Regions from separate parts of the Mus musculus genome. Here region 1 is linked to region 2. A link is a contact called in public HiChIP or PLAC-seq data. All regions are on one chromosome and are shown on one strand. Each heading gives the region's core, a stretch centred on a gene start, on an enhancer-like site or on the middle of the called end of the contact. The rest is flanking DNA. Distances are from core to core; before and after follow the strand shown.

What was found. HiChIP or PLAC-seq counts read pairs in DNA pulled down with a chosen protein or histone mark.
Region 1: an H3K4me3 HiChIP or PLAC-seq map of embryonic stem cells shows a contact between it and region 2, with 2.3 times the contacts expected there. The contact joins the enhancer-like site here to the promoter of Arhgap27 in region 2. A contact is called at or near these places in 11 of 39 promoter capture datasets (the 3T3-L1 cell line, 3T3-L1-derived adipocytes, the HPC-7 cell line and 5 more), 13 of 484 Hi-C or Micro-C datasets (B cells, the G1E-ER4 cell line, bone marrow-derived macrophages and 4 more), 11 of 115 datasets of contacts at active chromatin or transcription factors (bone marrow-derived macrophages, embryonic stem cells, epiblast stem cells and 2 more) and 1 of 9 other capture datasets (pancreatic islet).

Annotation. Positions count from the first base shown.
Region 1 is chr11:103,441,084-103,445,812 of GRCm38.p6, reverse strand. No RefSeq gene overlaps it. Among named protein-coding and RNA genes, the nearest start is that of Gm39397, 22 kb to the right of the region's middle. Within about 2 kb of position 1,297, at least 40 of the 459 cell types and tissues checked have an H3K27ac peak or open chromatin away from gene starts, as enhancers often do. A contact at or near this core is called in B cells, the G1E-ER4 cell line, bone marrow-derived macrophages and 2 more, where this site is marked.
Region 2 is chr11:103,361,910-103,367,251 of GRCm38.p6, reverse strand. Arhgap27 (Rho GTPase activating protein 27) reads left to right here and starts at 3,560. Exons shown (of 18, transcript NM_001205236.1): 1 at 3,560-3,983; 2 at 4,918-5,045. Plekhm1 (pleckstrin homology domain containing, family M (with RUN domain) member 1) reads left to right here. Exons shown (of 12, transcript NM_183034.2): 12 at 259-2,977. The coding sequence ends at 370.

The DNA of each region.
Region 1 (4,729 bases), core at 48-2,547, 81 kb before region 2:
TCTGGGTTATTATCCTGCATGGCAAAGTAGAAAAGGCCTTATTTCATTTGTTTTGGATTGTTTTAATTTTCAAAATGGGTGTGATGTTGAGTTTTGTGGTTATGTTATTCTTCTGGGAGAGAGGTCAAAATAAAGGATTTTCTGGTTATTGTCTCAAGGATATGCTGATTTGGGAGAAAGTTTTTGTCTTTGCGTTTTTAGAAAAGGTGATTAAGTGTCTATACACCTTTCAAAGTAATATGGGTCAGATTTGATGCAGGGAGGCCCCCTGAAGAACTAGACTCCAGAGAATCAAACAAAAAGGTTATCTTGATGATACTAAAATTTTGTTTTGGGATTTGTGTATTACAGCCTTGGTGAGTCTCATCGTCAGACATGCTCAACTGACCCGCTTGAACTCCTCATGTCTGTCAGCCAGATCCAGTCAGGACACAGACATCAGAGGGTAATACAATGGTCGGTGTGGCCTTCATAAAGCCAACCAACTCCCCCATTTTCCCTACTCACCCTTCAAAATATCTCAGCACCCATATTCAGCTTGAAGTTATAAAGAGTCGTTGACCCAGTTCCCTGGGACTTGGGGGGCTGGAGGTGCTTATTATAGGTTTGTCTTGCTAGGAAATGTAGAAATGGTCATATTTGGAACAGGGAGGGAATAGCTAGAATTGATTGTATAGCCATAATCTCACTTGGTAGAAATCTTTACAATTGTTACTAAGTTGAAGTCATAAGTTCTTATTTTGGTACAGAATTTATTTTGATGCAAAATTAAGGTTTGCATTGGTATAAATTTCTTCTATTGATACTAAAAATTTTAAAGTACAGGGCTTAGTCCCAGTTCTTCTGTTGCTGTTATTATAAACTGATCTGAGATGATTAAGCCTGTGAGTTAAGGGTCAAATAGCAAATTCATGGCTCTGAGTTTATTGTTAGAGTGTTTTCTGATATTTTAATTAGAAATTGCTGAGAGTAATTAATGGCAAGCACTATAGATTACATAGATAGTTGGTTTTCAAAAACATCAGAAGTCCACAGAATGTGACATTTAATGTTATTTATTCACTTGTTATTGAGACAAGTCCGCTCCTGACAGCTTTCCCTTTCTTGGATTCAAAGAAGAAATTGAGCATCAGTGGAGTTGCTCCAGTTGTGTTGAGACAGCCACTAGGCAAGAATTGCCTCATTTCATCTACAAACATAATACTGTCCAGAAAAAGGACACAATTTACAGGATAGGACAGCTTAGTTCTGCCAAGACAGAATAGGCTAGTCCTTAGTTTCCTGTTTTTCTAAGGCCTGTCAGATGATCCTGGACCAGAAGGCTGAAAACAGATGGATGCTCTATCTTCCTGACTTACTGGGGCTGTATAAGGAGGCAGCTGTCTCTACAGTTTGTCTCAGTTCTGGAAGCTGTGGTAGGCTTCCTATATATTTAATATAGTTAATGCTAGTCATTCTCAGATTTCTGACAGGGTTGAAAAACTACTTATAGTCTCATAGACAATCCAGGCATTTACTTTGAGAGAATAGATTTGAGAGGATGGTTTTCAGATGGCATATAATCTAAAGCCAAGACATAAGTCAAGGTAGAATCATAAGTCTTTTAATTTAGGATAGATGACAATGTTCTATCTTAGTGACATAAATGATGGACTGGGTATTAGGTCTATCTTATACTTTATAAACTACAAAGTGGTAATAGTTGTGCTTTATTTGTATTTGAGAGAAAAGTTTTGATTTTTATTAGAACAGAAAGGGGAAGTGTTGTGCTTGGGCCTGGTGCTGTTTGCATTTTGATGCTAATTCTGCTCTCCTGGGAGGGGTTGCAGACAAGGAGTGAGTCATACTCAGGAGACTTCTTATGAACCAATCCTCTGATGAATAAAGGAGCCAGTCACTTGGGTGAGTAGGCGGGACTTCCGGGTTGGACAGAGGAATTGAAGAAGGAGGGAAGAGTTAGGGCTTTTTGGTACAGGGGTAGCATAAGGGCAACATGTAGCTGCTAGTTACCTGGTATCATGGCAGATCGGTCAGGACTTACCACCTGAGGAATCAGATTTAGTAGGGCTTACAAGATAAGGTTTTAGTTGTTGCACCCAGAAATTGAGCTACCATTGTTTCTGAGCTAAGTTTGTGTGGTGATTTTCTTCTCCAGGCGATTTGATTGGAGTCCAGAGAAAAAGGTATAGGGGCGAATCATGTTAAGTCATGGGTTCGCCTGATGTGCACCACAAAGACCATGGGGGCTTTGAAGCATGAGACTGTCATGGTAACGGCCCACCAGTGGGAACCTAGTGAGCTGGGTGGAGACGTTAGGGGAGCTCCGGGCCAGAGAGTCTCCACACGAAAAAACAGGTCAGCCATTACCTTCCAGTGCATGGCCAGCCAGGCAACCCAGGGCAGAGAGTTGCCAGCACAAGTGTAGGAACGTGCCAGGTCGTTCTTTTTTAATATTTCCCGCAACAGCACCCCTCAGCCAAGAGGAGCTCAGACCTTCCCCGCCTTTAAGAACTTTTGAGTAGTAGTTATCTAGAAATCGCTACTGTTAGTGTTACTAGGCCTAAGCCTGTGTCTTAGCAACCCAAAAGAAGCTAGGCTCAGAAGGCTGATGGAAGAAACAGAGTAGAGAAAGTGGAGAAGGATTTATTCAATGTGGTCACAGGGGAAAGAGGAACACCAAGTTCAGTGATTCTCCTCAAGTCCATCTTCTGGGCCCTGATGTAAAGTTTAGATTTAAATAGAGGGCAAGAAGTCTGCAATACTAAGCAGCCCCACCCACAGGGTGGCTCCTCCCATCATTTTGTTCCAGGCTCTCTGGCAAGTTGTTTGGCATCTCTGGCTGGCACCAGACTTCAGCTTTTTCCTTTTCTCCTCACTAGATTCTGGGGGAAGCTCCAGTTTCCTGGAAACCATTGTTTCAATAGTGTCCTGTGGGCAATGGGCTATTCACAGACAGGCTGGTCTCCAGTTGAGCTGAGGTGTAGAACCCCGGGACCGGGTGGTGATAATTGGCCTACATGGGACGGTAGGCATTCCCTCATGTCTTCTGGACCCCTAGCTCCCATCGGAAGTTACTGCCTCCACAGCCCCCACAGGAGAAGCATGGCTTTTAGTCTTGTACACCATGTGCCAAGCTTCTGACCTTCAGGCTAGACTCCTCCCAGTTACCTAGCAACAGTAAGATAACAGCCCACCCCAAGAGGGGCTACGTGGCCCCTCCTCACTCTCTCTCCTCTCGTCTCTTACTCTCCCTCTTACACTCTCCTCATGCTCTCCTTGTTCTCTCTTACTCTCTCTCCTCTTACTCTAACCTTTCTTCTCTCTTTCCTTTTCTTCCTTCTCTCCTCTTAGCCATGGTTAGTCTCTCTCTCTTTCCATCTTCTCTCTTTCCTTCTGCCTTTCTACAATAAAGCTCTAAAACCATAGACTGTGTCTGTTCATCAAGGCCTGCTGTGCTTGGACACTTGGACAATGGGATAGGCTTTCTCCTAATGAGCCGTTTCTAATCTCCCGATGGAAGGCCTTCCTGTGCTCCAGTAAAGGCCCGGACTAAGGACTCTCGCCTTCGTGGGAACCTCTCTTCCTCAGCCCTCTCTCCCATATCTCCGGGGCCCCAAGTATGGGGGCTGCCCCTTGTCCACCCCCCGTCGAGTGGGGTCAGTGGCTTAGATGCCCACCCGGGGCTGAGTGGAAAGCATCTGGCAGTCCTCCCGCATCTTCCTGCCCAGAGCACAGGAGCTCTGGCTGGACGTGGGCTCACTCCCTCGCCCCTCTTCCCCTACCCCCATAGCCCACAGTGTCCTAGTTAGAGTTACTATTGCTATGATCAAACACTGTGAGTTCAAGAAGACAGTGTTTATTTTGCTTACACTTCCACATCACAGTCAAAGGAAATCAGAACAGGAATTCAAGCAGGGCAGGAACCTGGAGGCAGGACCTGATGACAAGCCATCAAAGGATGCTGCTTGCTAGCTTGCTCCCCATGGCTTGCTAGGCCTGCTTTCTTAAAGAATCTAGGACCACCAGCCCAGGGATGGCACCACCCACAATGGGCTGGGCCCTCCCCCATCAGGCACTAATTAAGAAATGTCCTACAGGTTTGCCTATAGACCTATCTTATGGGGGTGTTTTCTCAGTTGAGGTTCCCTCTTCTCTGATGACTCTAGCTTGGGTCAAGTTGACATAAAAGTAGCCAATAGAACTAGTCTGGTAGCCAAAGTGAAAGGGACAATATTTTTAATGTTTGAGTCTATCACCCAAATCTTTGCTCAAGTTTCAGGAAAACAAAAACAGCATATAAAAACTTTTTTTGATTTCTTTTCTTTCTGTGAAGTATACCCCATCCTAGGAGCTAGAATTCATGGGAGCAGAGCCCAAAGAAACTGGGTACGTGGAAAAGGCCGAGTGCACTCAAAGATAGGGGACATCTGCTTTAGCGTCTCTGCCTTGCTCCTCTTGGGGTTTGCTGAGCCAAAAGGTGAGAGAGTAAATCCTCTTCTGTCTCACTCAACCTCCCCAAGTTCATCTGGCTGTACCGACATTCCTAGGCCATGGAACAGGAAGGGACACAGGCAGGCATCTACGCCCAGAGCTAGCAGCTCCCTACCTCCCCGCTGCTTCTCCCACGGCCTGTTTCCACACAGTAAGTGCATAGAAGACAGCCATGGGAACCCTGGTTGCAAGACCTGCCACATGGCAGCGGGCATAGGTATGATGACCTGAGCTGGTC
Region 2 (5,342 bases), core at 2,311-4,810:
CAGCCAGTATCAGCTCTGGGCCTGGGCTCTTGTTTAAACTGCTCCAAAGACAGGCTAGAATAGTCACGTAAGCAGTCAAGCAGCACTGGCAAAGAGTGACATGGGACATCAGTGGGCATGGGGTTCACTTAAGGATTCAGTATCTGACCTGCTTTCCAAGGGATTAGGAGGGTAGCACATGTGGGCGCCAGCTGCTGACAACTCAGCCTCTCTGGGTTCTGTCCATGGCACCAGCAACCCCCGATGCTCTCTCCTCAGGTGTGCTGAATGCAGAACTGTCTTCCATCAGAGCTGCCAGGCTGTGGTGAGGAAGGGCTGTCCCCGATGTGCCCGCCGGCGCAAGTACCAGGAACAGAACGTTGTCAGTTAACCCCGCTGTCCCAACTTTCTGGGGCCATCCATCTGGGTCTGTCATTGGCCTAGGCTTCCTCTTCTCCCTATAAGGAAGACTCTCGGGTGTGCCCAGAGCTCCAGCCTACCGAGAAGGCGCAGGAAGTCCCAGTGATGCCCGAGGCCCCTCACAACCCTTCTGCTCCAAGAGGGGATCCAGCAGGTGCCTCTGCCCAGGGCCTGGCTTCCCCGGCTGTCATGGCTCCTCCGTTAGGGCTGTTCATGTGTACACTGTGGGAACGAAGCCTGGTGAGCATTGCCACCATGCTCCTGAGTAAAGGTCTAGTTTTTTTAAGGCAGGTTTTTTCCCCCTTCATAGTTAAACAGAAAATATTTTTTTATTCTTGACCTACCCAAGTCACCCAAGAAATACAACCCTTCGCCCGACCAGATGGGTGAGAGCAGCCCCAGCCCAGGCAGGCATGGAGCTGGGTGGACAGGCCTCTGCTGGGTTAGCCTATCTGGACTGGGTGCTTTGCCTCTGCCCTTTCTGGCACATACTGCCAAGAGTGCAAGTGTCATGTGCCAAATGGCCTGTCATTGTGAGGCTGGGTTCTGTGGCCACCTTTCCCTCCACTCCTCACGTTCTCACCTGTAAAGCGTCCCTCCCTCTGTTGGAGCTCTTGGCTTACCTAATAGCTGTGAGTACAGCACAGCAGGAGCAGGGGGTGACCAGCACCAGCACTGTCAGCACTTTGAGCCTTCCCTGCTCAGGAAGGCCATGACCTTGCCCACCTCATCCCCATGCCCCCTTACCCTGCAGGGTAGAGTAGGCTAGAAACCAGAGAGCTCCAAGCTCCATCTGTGGAGAGGTGCCATCCTTGGGCTGCAGAGAGAGGAGAATTTGCCCCAAAGCTGCCTGCAGAGCTTCACCACCCTTAGTCTCACAAAGCCTTGAGTTCATAGCATTTCTTGAGTTTTCACCCTGCCCAGCAGGACACTGCAGCACCCAAAGGGCTTCCCAGGAGTAGGGTTGCCCTCAAGAGGCTCTTGGGTCTGATGGCCACATCCTGGAATTGTTTTCAAGTTGATGGTCACAGCCCTGAGGCATGTAGGGGCGTGGGGATGCGCTCTGCTCTGCTCTCCTCTCCTGAACCCCTGAACCCTCTGGCTACCCCAGAGCACTTAGAGCCAGGGGCCTCAGGTGGAATGGAGGGTCTCCCTGGAAATGTGCCTGTCCTGTCTAGAGGAGGTTACCCCACCCTCCCTGAGGTGAATGAGCTGAGTCACCTGAAGCTTGAATTGTGCAATAAAACATAGGAGTAGGAAGGCAGATGGCAGAGGCTGCCAAGAGTTCATCTGTCCGTCATGGAAGACAGCGCTCACCAGTGGTTGAAACACCAAAGCCCCCAGAACCACCCAGTGTATCTCTATCTGCACCCCCGAGCTAGCATTAACACGTCCCCCAAACTACAACCTGATCAGAGCCTCCTTTCCTTGTTTTGGGATCCTGAATGGGCAAGAGTCTGTCCCCTGTGGGCCTGTCACATGAGGGTATTCCAGAACCTGTCTAGGAGATGGAGCCCTCCCAGTGTCTGGGCTGCGAGCATAAGAGCTGGCCCTGTCCTTGACTAAGCGACTGACTGACTGCTCAAGTGAGAGACTTGCCCCCACCAGAAGAGTGCTCACGTGAACCTCAGCAGTGCCCACACTATTGGAAAAAATGCTATTTTATGCAATATTCTGACAAGTGAGCCTTGGCAGTGCAGAGGAGAAACTGCTGCTGTGTGGTATTTGAGTGATTTTGCAGTAAAGAGCTGGCCTTTCTAAGCAGTCTTGTTTCTGAATCTCAATCATTTGGCTCTGGGGAAACACTACCTGGCTCCCCTTAGTCCTATGCACTGAGCATTTCAGGGTCCATGGAGCACACTTGCCTGACCAAGCAGCGAGGGAGAAGAGGTAAGTGAGGGAATGTAGGCTGCGGGCGCAGGTGGGTGCCTTTCTCTCTCTCTCTCTCTCTCTCTCTCTCTCTCTCTCTCTCTCTCTCTCTCTCTCAAACACACACACACACACACACCCTGTAAAAGCAGGACTCTGGGCATGGAGAGAGGCAAACAAGGAAACCGGGCCCTGGCACCTACACTCACGGATTAAAGACTCCAGAGGCCTGTCTACTGCTAGCCTTCCCCAGGAGCTCCAGGAGAAGCCCCCACCCCCACCAAACACCCCCACCCCCCACTGCCCCTGTTAGGACAAAAGAAGGAAACAGATTAATTCCTAGGGAAACCAGGTTGCAGAAAAATGGGACAGAAAAAGACAACATCCAGGGCTTCGTTTCCTGGCCTTGAGCGCCCTCAGCCAGTGGGTGGGTGCTCCTTGGCCATCTTTGAGGCAGGTTCTCAGGGCTCAGAGCAAAGGGAGAGGAACTGGATTTGGAGGTTGGGGGTGGCAGGCCCGGGGGAGGCGCCTGGCACTTGCGCTGCTGCTGCTGCTGTCTTTGGTTGTCTTTCCACCTTCAGCACAGTGCCTCTGAGGGCAGTTTCCCCTTTCCCCTGTCTAGAGGGGGATGGGCAAACTGGAGTTCTCATCCCCAGAAAGTGCCTCCTATAATGAAAGGAACAGGTTAATAAAATACATGCGCTCACCATCGTTGTGTTTAGTGTCTATTTCGTTTAACCGTCCCCACAAGCATGTAATGGGAGTAAATTGAGACTCATGGGTACTCCCATGTCTATACAGGCTAGCTTGTGGCACAGTTGGGCATCAGGTTGCTGTATGGACAAGGACCTGGCTGGCTGGCAGAGTGACTAGGGCAACTAGGAAAGGACAAAGGTAGAGTGGAGGGAAAGAGCTCACCCCTTCATTTTGTGCCTTCCCTAATGGATCCTAAGATACCCACCTCAGTGTGGACTTGTTAGTGGACAAAACTAGTCAAGTCAAAATATGGAAAAAGGAATTGGTGGAGGGCTGTCCAGCTGAACCCTTAGCCCTGCGACACTAGAGGAACATCGGCCTAGTGGGGGTGGGGGGCTCCCTTCTCTGCTCAGCGGCCCCTAATGGAGCATCTAGTTGAACCCCACTCTTTCTTGGAAGCCAGAGAAAATAAAAACTGGGTCTTGCCTTTGTCAGAAGTGTTCACAGGCACACCTCAGAGTGCTAAGGCTGCTTTCCCAAGAGGCAGGTAGTTTCCAAAATGGGAGGATCCCGCAACTGCACTTCGGCCGCCTGCAGAGTGGCCGGTGACTTCCTCCGACAAGGATGAGGGTCAGTGGGAGTCTAATCTGGTCAGAAGCTGAGAGAAACTGCCTCCCCCGCAGATCTCCATCCAGGCCCTGCCACCGCCTCCTCCCCGGAGACAGTCAGGTGTGGCCCAGGATCCTGGGGAAGAGGGGGGAGGGTGGCGTCTCTGCTCCTAGAGCGCTGGCCCGGCCCAGAGGGGACAGGAAGCCAGGACACCGGGGATTGTCTCTTGCAAGCACAGCCCAGTCCCGGCTTGGGAGGAAGTTCTGCCGAGCGCTCTCCGCCGGTTATATTGTTGAACAGGAAACAGGGCATCGCCGGAGCAGGGCTGTGGAGCAGGCAGCTCCGGACGCGGACCCCACGCGCGTCTGCCGGGACAAGTGGAAGCTAGGCCAGCGGGCGAAAGTTCTAAGGTGCCCGGGCCGGGCTGGACTGAGGGGGGAATGGCGTTGGGGAGGATGGCGCTGAGTATTGGGAGGGCGGGAAAGGTGCCCCCAGGTGGCCGTCCCCACCCTAGAGCCCCGCGCACCGCCTGCCCTTCTCGCTGCACTGGGGCTAGAGCAGTGCGAACCTGGAGGAGGGCCCGGAGGCCCAAACCCCGGGGAGGAGCTTTAGGTGTAGGGCTGCCTTCTGTCTGGGGGCGAGAGGTGAACCAGCCGAAGTCCCCCAGTGCTGACTTAGATATTGGTGACGCTATAGCTAGGGACGACCGGGAGCAGAAGATACAGGAGACCTACTGGCTAAGGGCGCCTTCCTCACCGCTCTCGCATCCCTCCCCTTCTCTTCGCTCACCCCAGATAATGGAAGGATCTGAGGCACAGGTCCTCTTGTCACACAACCGGAGACACAGCACTCCCCTGTCTGTGAGCGTCCCTGCAAAGGGACTCTAGTTTTTCCAGGCCCGGACAGGCTGCTCCCAGAGAGAGCCTCAGAGGGCGGAGGTGCTCCCGGAATGGGTAGTGCTCTTAATCTTGCTGTGAAGGGCTCACAGTTCGTGATTCAGGGAGCAAAAGGCCCCGCTCGGAATGTGCATGCCAGGACAAGACAGCCAACTCCGCCGGGCATTCCCAGAGCATCGCGCCCGCGGAACGCCAGGTCCTCTAGGACAACAAACCCCTCTGAGCGTTGAGGGGGTGGGGGGGAGCAGGGCCTACTGACTCTTGGGCTCTGCTCGCCTATCCATCAGCACCCCTTCCACTCAGCCCCTTCCCCATGCCTTTTTTTTTTTTCCTGGAGACCTCAAGGGCTCCAGCACAGACATTATGGCTTCTCCGCATCCTCTCAGACAAGCTGTATTGGGGACTAGGAACAGCCCTACTAAGTGTCGGTCTCCGCCTCTCCTCCCAGTGTCTCCTGTTTCGCGCTGTTTCTTCAGTCTCGGTCCTTGGAAGTCCCTCCCACAGATATGGTAGAGGCCTAGTCTGCTTCCCTCCGTCAGCCCCGCCCATGGGCAGCCTGAGATCCTCCCAGCTAACGTGAGTGCACGGTTGGGGTCCTGGGAAAGGGGGCGTAACCCAAGGGTACACACTTCTAGGATTCTGCTCGGCCAGCTCTGGTCTGCCATTTTACCATCTCTCGGGTCAGGATGCTCAGTGACTAAGTTTACACCCCTTCCATCATCAAGGAACTCTTGAAAAAAGAAATCAGCCTTAGCAAGACGGTGGACACCCCGCTGCTGGTCCCCAGGCCACCTTGTAGGGCAATAAACGGAGTGGTCATTGTAAGGTTTTGGAGTGACCAGTACTTCCGGAGTAGGCCACCTGCTTCACTTT